Linked DNA regions of Mus musculus: regions 2 and 3 are each linked to region 1. A link is a contact called in public HiChIP or PLAC-seq data. All regions are on one chromosome and are shown on one strand. The core of a region is the stretch at or near the end of the contact, and the rest is flanking DNA. Distances in the headings are between cores, read along the strand shown.

Region 1 (4,128 bases), core at 1,173-3,672:
GGCTTCAGCTGAGTCTCTAGCTTCATGGAGCTATAACTGAGCTGTAACAAATGTTACATATTTACAAAGCCTGGTAAGTTCAGGGCCAAACTCTGTGTAATCATTCAGCCACCAGGGTTCTGAGCACAGTCATCACTCCTCAAGGTTTTCTTACCTTGGTGAGCCCTGCCTTATACCAGGTGACACCCTATCTGATTAACTTACTTGGCATTTTCTATTTTTATGTTGGTTTATTATATGTTATATATGCATTATCTTATGCTCATTATATATATATATATATATATATATATATATATATATATATATATATATATTTCATACACGTTCTTATCTAAATGGAATTATGGAGCAAGTTCCCTACCCCCTTTCGGGAATTTTTTGACACAGGGTCTCTCTTTGTAGCCCTGGCTATCCTGAAACTTGCTGTGTGTTCAAGGCCAGCCTGACTCTGCCTCCAGAGTGCTGGGATCTTTTTGTCTTTATCAGGCATAGCTATCTTGAATACTTGGGTGTTGATGTGTTAGTCAGTAGTCATTTCTATTTATAGTATTCATGTTTATCCAGTGACCTGCTGAGGAACATATATGTTATGTCACTGTGGGGCTATGACAGATAAAGATGTCATGAACAACTTTGGACAGTCTCCACACTCTGTGTCCCTGTTTGGGCAGAAGGTGTGTGATTAGAGCTTTAAGAAACTCTATCAGAGTGGTTTGGTCTAGAAACCATTTCCCTTTGCCTCCTAGGCTCCCTGGCTGGGAATCAAGCAACAACAATAAAAACAAACGAAACTGGGCCTGGTGAAGTCTGACTTTAATCCCAGCACTCAGAAGGCAGAGGATCTAGGTTCGATTCCCAGCACCCACATGTCAGTTTACAATCATCTGTAACTCCAGTTCTAGGGGATCTAATACTCTCTTCGAGCCTCCTTGAAAATCGGGTACTAATGTGGTACACAGACATACATGTAAGTAAAACACCCAAACACCTAAGATAAAATAATTAAAATAAAAGACTCCTTAGGGTCTTTCTCTGGGTTTGGAAAGATCTAATACTTCTATAAACTATGATAGTCTGCTTTGTGGCACATGAGGGAGGAAGAAAGGGAGGGAGGGAAGGAGGGAGGGAGGGAGGGAGGGAGGGAGGGAGGGAGGGAGGACACAGAGTTTTGGGGGGTTTATTATCTTCAGTTCAAAATAATTCTGTACTAATACAGAATATATTAAGGCAACATTATAATCATCTGCAATGAAAAAGAGTTGTATTCACTCTCAAATCAGTAGCACTTAGGAGTCATCCATCTTTCCTTTTTCCTTCTTTCTTTCTCTCTTTCTTTCTTTTTCTTTTTTCTTTCTTTTTTTGAACTATGTTTGTAGACCATGTTGGAGATCCACCTGCCTCTGCCTCCTGAGTGCTGAGATCAAACGTGTGTGCTTCCATTGTCATCTTCAACTAAGCCCTTCTAATAAGTGTAGTGTAATCTCACTGTGCTCTGAATTTTCATTTCACAGGGTTCTTTCTCATCCTAGTGGGGATGTGGTGGTAATCCTTATGTCTCTGGTGAATTAGTGGTTTCTCCTGCTTCTTTCTCCCAAGTGCTGGTTTACAAACATGCACTTTTGTCTCTGTGCAAAAGTTTTCTTGGGGAGGCTAGCAAAGGCTGAGGATAAAAGACTTCCTGGTTCAGGGCTAGAAGTTTCTCCTGTGAGTCTGACACATTTGGTGTGGGGGAGGGCTGGGCCAGGTGTGCTAGGATAAGGGCACTTTACCTGAGGGGTAGCCAAGAGCAGTTGAACGATGTTGACCAGGGGTGGGCAGCTCCCTCCATTACTGTCCTCTGAAGTCATTGGGCAGGAGGAAGAGAAAATGGGGATGGGGGGGGGGAGGCTCCAGCTCTCTATCCAGCTGTCCAGCTGCTGTCTGTTGGAGGAACTGTCATAGGACTAACAGGGGCAGCTGTCATTTGTGCTGTCTTTTGACTTTGAGCAGCTGTTTTATTAGGAATTCTCCTTCTTTGTCCTACGTGTGTGGCAGTACAGCTCTGCCTGCCTGTCAGAGGGTTCTACCTTACTCATGGATGCTTCTGTTAGTAAGATTCCCTGTCTCCATGTCAGCTGTTGAGCATTTTCTCAGCTTTGGACTGTCTGCTCTGTTGATACACAGTGCATATGTAGGCTGCAGAGCCCCACTGGAGTCTCCTGCCTTCCAGGGATAGGGACATGTCCCCCTCCTGGTCTGTCTCAGGCTTAGTGTAATCAGTATGCTTGCTGTCTAGGAGGATTCCTGCCTGAAGACACCCACACAAATTCCCTTACTGCCATCTAACTGGGACAAAAGGCACAAAGAGCTCCACCCCCACCCAGGATTCCAGCCCCCACAGGAGCTGAACTTTGTTTTTCCCGCAGCGGCTGGAATGCTGAGTTGTGATTTCCTCACTGCTCATTTCCTCAGCTGCTTTTATGCTGTGTCATGGTTGGGAGGGGTGATTAGCAGACAAAGGGAAGACAGATTTTGCTGAGTCACCCTCTGTTCCCTCAGCCTCAGCTAGGAATAGTTGGTAAAAGGTTCCGGAACGGCAGGCAGAAGGAAGTGAAAGTTCTAGAAAGGCACAGAAGTTTCTTGTTTAATTTTAAATTGTTTGCAAAGCCCTATCTGAAACACTTCGAACTGGTACACACACACACACACACACACACACACACACACACACACTCACACAGCGTTGCTGCTGTTCCCCCCATGCCTCTCAGTTACAGAAGCTAGCAGTTTCATCCGTCTAATGGAAAGCTTTGGAGTTATGGCTGACTCCTTTCTTAGGTCTGTCCTATTCTGAAATACAGCATGGTTGTCTGTGAGATGAGCTCAGGAGTGTGGGTAGGGTTGGACACTTTCTAGCTTCCTGAGGCTGCCTGTGCATCTCAGCCTTTCGTCTGTGTCCCCCCCATCTTTAGAGGAGGCAGGGTCATCCATCAACTGTGTCTGAACCCATCATGCAATTTGTGATGATCCTGGATCCTGAGGGATGGGCCAGGACAGTGTCATATCTGCCAGACCCTCTGACCATCTTCAGAATCTCTCTCTGGTCCTAATTGTGAGGGTGTGGTGGGGTATTCAGCCAGCCACTGCAGGAGGAAGGAGGGCATGGATTGGGATCTTTCTGGTGCAGGAGGCAAAGGAGTCCAAAAGCCAAGTCAGTGTGTGCACAGGGGAGAGGAGAGAGGCTGAGAGGGGACTAGCACAGTCTGGCATGGCTGCTTCAGTCCCTAAATCCTGTTTAGTTTATCATCTAGCTACATCTGCGGCTCCTAGAGAACAAGCCAAACACCAGGAGTCAGAAACCCAGCATCAGTAAGCGTGTCTCTGAGAGGTGCATAACCGGAGTCCGTGCCTTAGTCTTTGGGTACCCCAGCTCCCCATGTGAAAAGGGGGACTCCTGTTGTGAGTTTCATCTTTCTGGAGACCTTGGAATGACAGGCTCTAGAGCTGCAGACTTCTCATTATTCCCCCTAAAGTCCTAGATCCTCTGTGAAAGAGCTTGGGATAGGGTGACTGGGGGAGGTCTGACTTTCTATTACCAGGACTAGAATTCTGGTTCTGCCATCAATATTGCTGTGTGACAAGAAAATTCCTGGCTTCCCTATTCCTCATTAGAATCAAATAGAATATAGATGTCAATGGCAGCTGTACAGATCTTGTGGGCTGCTGTCAGGGTTAGGAGAGCTTTGGCACACAGCAAGTGTTCTACAAAGGTTGGCTGGGATTGCACCTTTCGATCAGAGCTTGGTTTCAGCCTTTCTGGCACTGTAGTGACATGGAAGCCAGACAGCTGCACCCCATTCTCAAGGGGAGTCCTGATGCAGCCACTCATTCTGACAGTTATTAACTGCCAGCTACTTGCCAGGCACAGACCCCATCCTGGGGATTTACAAAGCAAAATGAACAGTGTCCCTGCCCACCTGCTTTCCAGGTCACCCCGGGGGAAGATGGTCCTTACCAGAAGACCTAGAGAAACACTTGCTTGTTGGCAGTGGTCATGGCCACTTTTCCTGCCAATCCATTCGAAGGCAGAAGATATGCCACCTGCTTTCCAGGGACTGTGAACGTCCTCCTGTTACAGTGAACTCA
Region 2 (4,092 bases), core at 576-3,075, 2.4 Mb before region 1:
ATAAAATGAATAACTAACTAGTTAATGAACTGATTGATCCAAAAGTGCCTCTTGGAGAAGAATGGCTGGCTTGAGGAAGAGCTTCAGGCAAAGGAACATAGTCAGCAGAGCCTAGAGGCTGGCAGCTATTCTGTGCTCAGGAAGCAGGGATGGACACAGGAGGGATGGCAGGGCCTGAGGTTGAGGGGTCCCAGATTCTCTTCTGCAGTCTTGTAAGAGTTGGGGTTAGTTGGTGTGGTTCAGCCAGGTGGGTGACACCTCATTTTGTTGCAGAGAAGAGCGTCCTATACACCGAGCTCCTGGCCAGACTCCTTTTCTTTGCTGCATCACATCCAGCAATGATCGGACAACTGTGCCAACAAGCCCAGAGCTGGTTCCGTGCCTGCCCCTACCCAATGCTGGTGCCCCTGGCAGGATTCCTGCAGCCACCTGGTGGACCTCTTCGAGCCACTCTTACTGGGTGTCACAAAGGTGAGTATCCCCAACATTACATTACAAAACCCATACCAGCTCACTGCATACTCAGGGGCCCAGATGCCAGGTATTCGGGGCTGCTCTCTGGGGCTCCCCTCTGGGACTTTCCCTTGCCACCTCATGCTGACTAGGCTTTCTGTGTCCCCTGGGGCTGTAGATTGCTGCTGTAAATACTGCTAATGATCCTGGAGCTGGCAGACTCCTACCTATGAGGTTTTGTCCCAGAGTTGCTGGCTGCAGAGTTCTACAGGACTTAAGTTCTGACATAGTTGTGTCACCATATGTCTGTCCCCTTCTGTGTGACTCACACACCACCTACCCACACCCATACTCACACACCACCTACCCATACCCATACTCACACACCACCTACCCATACCCATACACATCCTTCTGCCTCCCACCCATTGCCTGCCTCCCCACATCTGTTCATCCACCCACCAACTTTATCTATCCGACGATCCACTTACCATCCACTCATATTTCTGTAAGTCTAGTCATCCACTTTTCCACCCATACCCCTGCAGAGGATTTTTGCTCACTCATGCATCTATTGGTGTATCTGTTCATCAAGCCATTGATCCACACATCCACCCACCTATCGTTCCTTCCCTCTATCCAATCTTTCATTCATTACCCACCCAGCTGCCTGATAGTTATTGTTTTTCTAAGACATTTTCTTTTAAAATTTTCTCTCCATCTCTCTCTCTCTCTCTCTCTCTCTCTCTCTCTCTCTCTCTCTCTCTCTCTGCATGGGCACATGTGTTTTACATATGTATAGGGGTTCCCAGAGAGGTCAGAAGAGTCTGTCAGACCCCCTGGAGCTGGAGTCACAGACAGCTGTGAGCCGCCTGATGTGGGTGTGGAGAACTGAACCCAGGTCCCCTGGAAGAGGAAGTGCTCTTAGCCTCTAGGCCATCTCTGCAGCTGAGCTGTACCTGTTCTTACAGCTGACCTCACTCCACGAGTCCCTTCCTAGCCAGTCCCTGCCCCACCCTGCCCCTTCCTCTCATTACATACAGCTGCTTAGCAAATGACCCTTGGACCACTGCAGAGCTTTGACTCACCACTTCCCCCCTGGCCTGCCCTCTTCCTTCTCCCTCCTTTCCTTTGTCCATACACATTATCTCTCAGCCATCATGAGACCCACACACATCACAGGGCTCCAGGCTCCAGGCTCCAGCTTTGGCCATCTTGTGCCCCAGGCAGCTTCTCTCCACAATAGCAATTTTGACTGCTCAGAAACCAGAGAGGAAATGACTCAGCAGCTGCACAGTGCTAAGGACCCTGCTATAGAAGGGGGCTAGTGAGAAAGAAACTCTGTCTTCCCTATGGTGTCATAGAACTAGGACTCTTTGAGTCTAGTTGCCCTGCCTACTTTCACCGTGAGTCTTATTGGCCAGTGATGACTGCTGTAGCCCATACTGTCATGGTGACATTCAAACCAGGGAGAAGGGGAGAGAGGAATGGACAGAAGGTTTCTTCCTTTTAGGGGCATCACCTAGAAGAACTTGTTTCTACTCTTATGTCTAGCACTAGGACATCTCCCGTTGTAAGGCTGTGAGAAAATAGTCTCCTCATGTGAGCATTGGTATAATTTCTGTCTCTGTTTCTGTCTATGTCTCTCTCTCTGTGGTGGAGATTGCGTGGGTAACTATATACTCAGATAAAAACTTATCTCCAGCTGGGCTGGAGAGATGGCTCAGCAGTTAAGAGTTAGGCCTCTCCAAGTTCCTGGCAGAACAAGGAGCATTATAACAAAAGGTTATTTAAGGCCTTTTAAGAAGAAGGTGGGGGGCTGGTGAGATGGCTCAGCGAGTAAGAGCACCCGACTGCTCTTCTGAAGGTCCTGAGTTCAAGTCCCAGCAACCACATGGTGGCTCACAACCATCCGTAAGATCTGACTCCCTCTTCTGGTGTGTCTGAAGACAGCTGCAGTGTACTTACACATAATAAATAAATAAATATTTTTTTAAAAAAAAGGTGGGCTGGAGATATGGCTCAGTGGTTAAGAGCACTGACTGCTCTTCCAAAGGTCCTGAGTTCAAATTCCAGCAACCACTTGGGGGCTCATGACCATCCATAATGAGATCTAACGCCCTCTTCTGGTGTGTCTGAAGACAGCTACAGTGTACTTACATATAACAATAAATAAATCTTTTTTTTTTTTTTTGGCTTTTTTGAGACAGGGTTTCTCTGTGTAGCCCTGGCTGTCCTGGCACTCACTCTGTAGACCAGACTGGCCTCGAACTCAGAAATCCACCTGCCTCTGCCTCCCGAGTGCTGGAATTAAAGGCGTGCGCTACCAATGCCCAGCACAATAAATAAATCTTAAAAACAAAACAAAACAAAACAAAACACATGAGCTTTGGGACTTTCTCACTAAATGAAGAACATAAAATGATCATGAATACAGTCACAGATGAATCTGTGATGCTGTGATGGATTAGTGATATCTACCAGGGTATAGTCAGGGCTTTCCATCATGTCTGGGACAGGGATGCATCTGTGCTTTGTGGGCTTCCTCTTGTCATGCCAGGGATTGAGGAGGCTGCCCACCCTGGGCTTTCGTTTCCTGACTTGTTTAAGTAGGACTAAAATGTGAGTTAATGTTTCCAAGATCACATAGTAACTTTGAGTACATGAGAAGAAAAAGGAAAAACAAAGAAATAAAGAAAGTAAGGGTCTGTCTAGCTGGGCCAACTGTGACTTAACAGTCCCCACCAATCAACCCTTCACATCTGGGGAAACTGAGGCATGAAGAAGGAAAGGACACAGCGGCATTCAGAAAAGTCTGGTTTCTGCATGCTGAGTTTCTCTTTTCTTTTTAAAACTCATTTATTTTATCTTCATGTGAATGAGTGTTTTGCCTGCGTGTCTGTCTGATGACTGCCTGCTTGGTTTTGGCACAAGGGTCCTTTAGGATCCCCTTAGGTTCTTTCTCAATTACTCTGTACCTTATTCATTGAGATGGAGTTCCCCAGTTGAACCCCAAACTCACTAATACAGCTATTCTAGCTACATAGCTTCCTCCAGGGACCTCAACTCTGGGTTCTGGGAATCTGAACTCTGGTCCACAGGCTTAGCTGCACTAAGCCATCCTTCTAGGTCATGGGCTGGTGTTATCTAAGGCTAACTGCATACCTCTTGGCTCAGTGATATTTTAACAAAATCCACTGAGGTGGGACTGTTTGCCTAAACTATTAACAATCTCCACTTTCTTCTCCTCCTCCTCCTCCTCCTCTTCTTTGTGTGTGTGTGTGCATGTCTGTGCATGCGTATGCATATGTCCATGTCTGTGAATGTCTATGTGTGTGCATGTGTACATGTTCATGCATGTGTGTATACATATTACAGACGATGATACTGAGGATGACATAGCAGACCGGGTTGTCTTCTTCTGCCTTTAAATGGTACTAGAATGGAGCTCAGGTGGCAATGCTCATGGGGAAAACTCTTACCCACTGAGATAGCTGGCAAGCAGGCTATCTGATGTCTCGGGATAGCTTGGTAAGCACTTCATAGCCCAGGTTGACTTTGAGCTCATGATAATCTTCCTGCTTCAGTCTCCTAGGTGCCTGTGTCTGTGCATGGTAGTGCAGTGTCACCAGAGGCCAA
Region 3 (3,658 bases), core at 743-3,242, 2.7 Mb before region 1:
CTACCTATGCTGGCACTATGTTCGCCTGCTGTCAAGTGGGCAGGGGCCATGGGAAACTCTGGGGCTGGCAGGCCGGTAGACAAAGATGTCACTCCTCCATGGCAAGGGAATCTAGTGGCCACTTGCTCTGGGTCCACAAAGGACACATGGATTTGAAGTGAGGAAGACAACTTTCTTTCCGTTTTCACACAAGGCTGCTATGATCTCTGATGAAGAACTGATGAAGGACATTAGCCTGCAGAAGAAAATAGGCATGGGCAAGGCTGACATGAACTGTGCTCTGAGACAGGCTTCACTCTGCAGCCCCCATGTGCTGGGATCACAGGCATGAACCACCAGGCCGTGCACCTGTAAGTCTTCATTGTGCAAAAGATTGACAGATCTCCCACTTGTTCTCCAGTAGCACCTTTGCCACAATCCTTCTGTTCAAGTGGGTGCACAGGGAGATGGTATCTACACAGAAGCCAGACAGTGGAGGGAGTCCTAGGTGCTTGCCATGCACAGCCACGGGGGCTGCCAGGACCTCCCACTTTTGTCCTCCCTACAGGGTGCAAACATAAACAGAACGGTACCTCTACAATGGGCAGGTAGACACTTTGGCACATTTATAAAGTCACCACAGACTGTGATGTCTGCAGTGGGAATGTGTGCCCCGTGGTGGAAAGGGTCACAGGCCTGGACAGGACCATGTAGACTTGGGGGAGGGGTTTCCTACTTGGCTCTCTACTGACCACAAGCGTGAGCTACTATACTGAGCTCACTACAGGGGTGATGTGTCAATCATTTATATACCTAGAGACCTGGCCTGAGTCCTTTAGGTGATCAAAGAGTGGACCTTCAGCCAAGTGAGGGCCTGGGAGTTGTTCCCACCCACTTACTACCACAGAGGCCCGGTAGGAAGGCCCAGTCTTTCTGGGCTTACATCCTGCAGGTCCCCCAGAACCTCCACTGTCCAGATTGTGACCCACCTCTGGTGAGGCATTTACTCGTTAATGAATATCAGGCCACAGGACACCCACTGGATCCACCTTGCTGAGTGCAAAAGGGTGGGTGTGCTGAGGTAGGCACTATTTCTATTTTCAAACTGTTCTGCCAAATCTTCCCTCAACAACAGCCGGCCTCAGGCTGCTGAAACCAGCTGGATTAGCATGGGTTCCTCCACCGCCTGGGAAGGCAAACCCATACAGTATATGGGTGCCTCCCTCCCTCAGCCAGCATAGATCTACAGCAGCCACTGGTTATCCCGAGCCCTGGGACAGACCCTCCAGGGTGCCATAGCAACAGCAGAGCAGTGAGTGCCCTGAGTGTGTGGGGGCTGGGGGCTGCTTCAATGCCTTCCGGCCATCCTGGCTGCTAGCGAACACCAGAACCTTCCTGAAATGGAACAAGTACATTCCTTTCTATACTCTCCAGTGTACCCAGCGCATTATCTCTTTGCCACCATCGTGGGAACGGAATTAAAGTAGTTATATTCAGGGCAGAGGTGCTAACCACAGGCTCAGACAGTGATGCCATTTGACAATACGAAGTAACAAGGGGCTTGGGCATAGACAGGACAGCCAGCAGCACCAGGGCCCTGACCCGCAGGTTCCATCCTCTTCCTGGGATCTCACAGAAAGGCTGAAAGTTCACAGGATTGGGCTGCTTACAATCCTAAATATTCCCTGTGCCTGTACCCTGCTGACCCTGTGAGAAAGCCTTGGCCATTCTGCATAGATAGCATGTGGGTGGGGGAGGACTTTTCTGCTCGAGGAGAATGACTTTTTGCGGAGGAATTCAATACACAGGCTAGACCATTCTTATGTAGCTTGGGAATGGGCTGCTCACTAACACAAGCACTCTCAGTGGTGCTGTGGGAAAGGGAAAAAAAAAGCTGCCAAAATCTTCCTCCTGTAGGACATCTGGCCTTGCAGATGGGGTGGAGAGGTCATGAGTAGTTATAAAGATGATCATTAACTTAGGGAGAGGTTAAAGGTGACTGGCTGGTGAGTGGGTGTCACTGGGGCAGCGGGTAGGCTCTGCTGGGAGCCGCAGGGCAGCGCTGGCAGGAAGTGGCAGGGTGGGGCCCGCCAGGATCCCGCTATCTCAGGCAACCCAATCACTGACGCCCACACAGCCGTTTCCTGAGCTTAAAAAAATCTGTTTCTCTCTTTGCAAATCAACAACTTTTACCTAGAAACTTCAGCGGTGAGTTCTGACTGATCTCCATCTCCGTCCGTTGAAGAAAATACACCACTGTTTACCTGAGGGAGGCGTGTGCTCACTCCAACTGGCGTGTTTCAGGGCTGTTTTGCATGTGTCTGAAAGCAATCAACTGCTTCAGTCCCAGACACCTGCAGGTTATTTAATACATTGATGGACCTTTCTAGAAAAGATCTCCAGGCAGGAGAATGTAGAGCTTTCAAGACATCCAATTTCTGTGCACATCCCAGCAGCCTAAGGCTCACACTCTGAAGCTTCAAGGAGAAAACTATACCCTTAGCATCAAGCTGCTAGCCACCTCAGCTGCTACCAGCAGCAGTGACTGTCCAGATGCTTAGGGAGACTATTCGACAGACCAAACTGATCTCTGTGAGAGCAGAGACTGAACTCCAAGATAGAACACAACAGCAGAGTAGTGTATAACCCCAGGCCCACACTGACACTCATCCTGGGTAATGATTCTCAGGGGACCCAGGGCTGGCTTTAAATTTGACACCTTAAACATCAACACTTTTCAACAGAAGACATTTTTCTGAATTGTCACCTCATCTGGGTCAGGCCCAGGTGACACAGGTGGCTGTGGGGGGTGAACACATAATACAATACAGATCCCACACAACACCACCATGCCAAGTGCTTTACTGACATCTTGGACTCAGGGCTGCCCAGGGACATCTGCCTGGGGCCTTCACATTCCCCAAAGCAGCCTGACTGAACAACCCCTTAGAGTTGGATAGGTAGCCCAGAGCCCACTAGCTCCTTCAGGTTAGAAAAGCCCAGGTAGGAAGGTGGTGGCCTAAGAGCTCTCTCACATGCAGGGCAGCAGGACTGCAGAGAAGCCACTGTCTCTCCTGACTCCTGAGCCAGGTAAAGCATGTCTTGGGAAGCACTGTGGCATGCTTTCTCCATCAGAAGGCCGACCATCCCTGGAGGTCCTTGGGCAGGCACCCTCACCTCATCTATCTCCTCCTAGCCATGCTGGGACCAGCCCACTGCAGAGTTCCACATCTGTCTGACATCCCAAGGGACTGAGCAATGGGGTGTGACCAGCTAAAGGTATTTATTGCTGTACACTGGTCATATGGTTTTCCCCAATGGAAATTGGGTAGGCAGAAAACCACCATCCAAAAACAGTGTATAATGGGGCAGGAGGATGGTTGAGTTCCCAGTCACCATAGAGATCCTGTCTCAAACACCATAAAATAAGATAAAGTTTCCACTTTGGCTTCTGAGCGAGTGTAGCGGTGGAGCTGGTCAATGTGCACTGTTGCCCTGGGAACCTGGGTGAGTGGCTGTGGTGTGATAAGGATGGGTCAGGGGCAGAGGAAGTGCACGGCTATGCTCCAAATCCATGCATGAACCAGGGAGCTGGGGCAAAGAGCCAAATGCTTTCCCATCAAACAGGGCTAATTAATAGGTCAGCTGAGGCAGGGGAGGGTCCTGAGCTGTGCACAGG

What was found. HiChIP or PLAC-seq counts read pairs in DNA pulled down with a chosen protein or histone mark.
Region 2: a contact with region 1 is called in an H3K27ac HiChIP or PLAC-seq map of trophoblast stem cells, with 6 times the contacts expected there. The contact joins two enhancer-like sites. A contact is called at or near these places in 1 of 39 promoter capture datasets (embryonic stem cells) and 2 of 115 datasets of contacts at active chromatin or transcription factors (embryonic stem cells and trophoblast stem cells).
Region 3: a contact with region 1 is called in an H3K27ac HiChIP or PLAC-seq map of embryonic stem cells, with 3 times the contacts expected there. The contact joins two enhancer-like sites. A contact is called at or near these places in 1 of 39 promoter capture datasets (liver), 1 of 115 datasets of contacts at active chromatin or transcription factors (embryonic stem cells) and 1 of 9 other capture datasets (embryonic stem cells).

The regions. Positions count from the first base shown.
Region 1 is chr8:75,087,234-75,091,361 of GRCm38.p6, forward strand. No RefSeq gene overlaps it. Among named protein-coding and RNA genes, the nearest start is that of Hmox1, 4.3 kb to the right of the region's middle. Within about 2 kb of position 2,423, at least 222 of the 459 cell types and tissues checked have an H3K27ac peak or open chromatin away from gene starts, as enhancers often do. A contact at or near this core is called in embryonic stem cells, liver and trophoblast stem cells, where this site is marked.
Region 2 is chr8:72,681,651-72,685,742 of GRCm38.p6, forward strand. It overlaps Nwd1 (NACHT and WD repeat domain containing 1), which reads left to right. Exons shown (of 19, transcript NM_176940.5): 10 at 274-471. Among named protein-coding and RNA genes, the nearest start is that of Nwd1, 37 kb to the left of the region's middle. Within about 2 kb of position 1,826, at least 103 of the 459 cell types and tissues checked have an H3K27ac peak or open chromatin away from gene starts, as enhancers often do. A contact at or near this core is called in trophoblast stem cells, where this site is marked.
Region 3 is chr8:72,352,414-72,356,071 of GRCm38.p6, forward strand. The region is part of intron 22 of Eps15l1 (epidermal growth factor receptor pathway substrate 15-like 1); the gene reads right to left. Among named protein-coding and RNA genes, the nearest start is that of Klf2, 35 kb to the left of the region's middle. Within about 2 kb of position 1,993, at least 99 of the 459 cell types and tissues checked have an H3K27ac peak or open chromatin away from gene starts, as enhancers often do. A contact at or near this core is called in embryonic stem cells and liver, where this site is marked.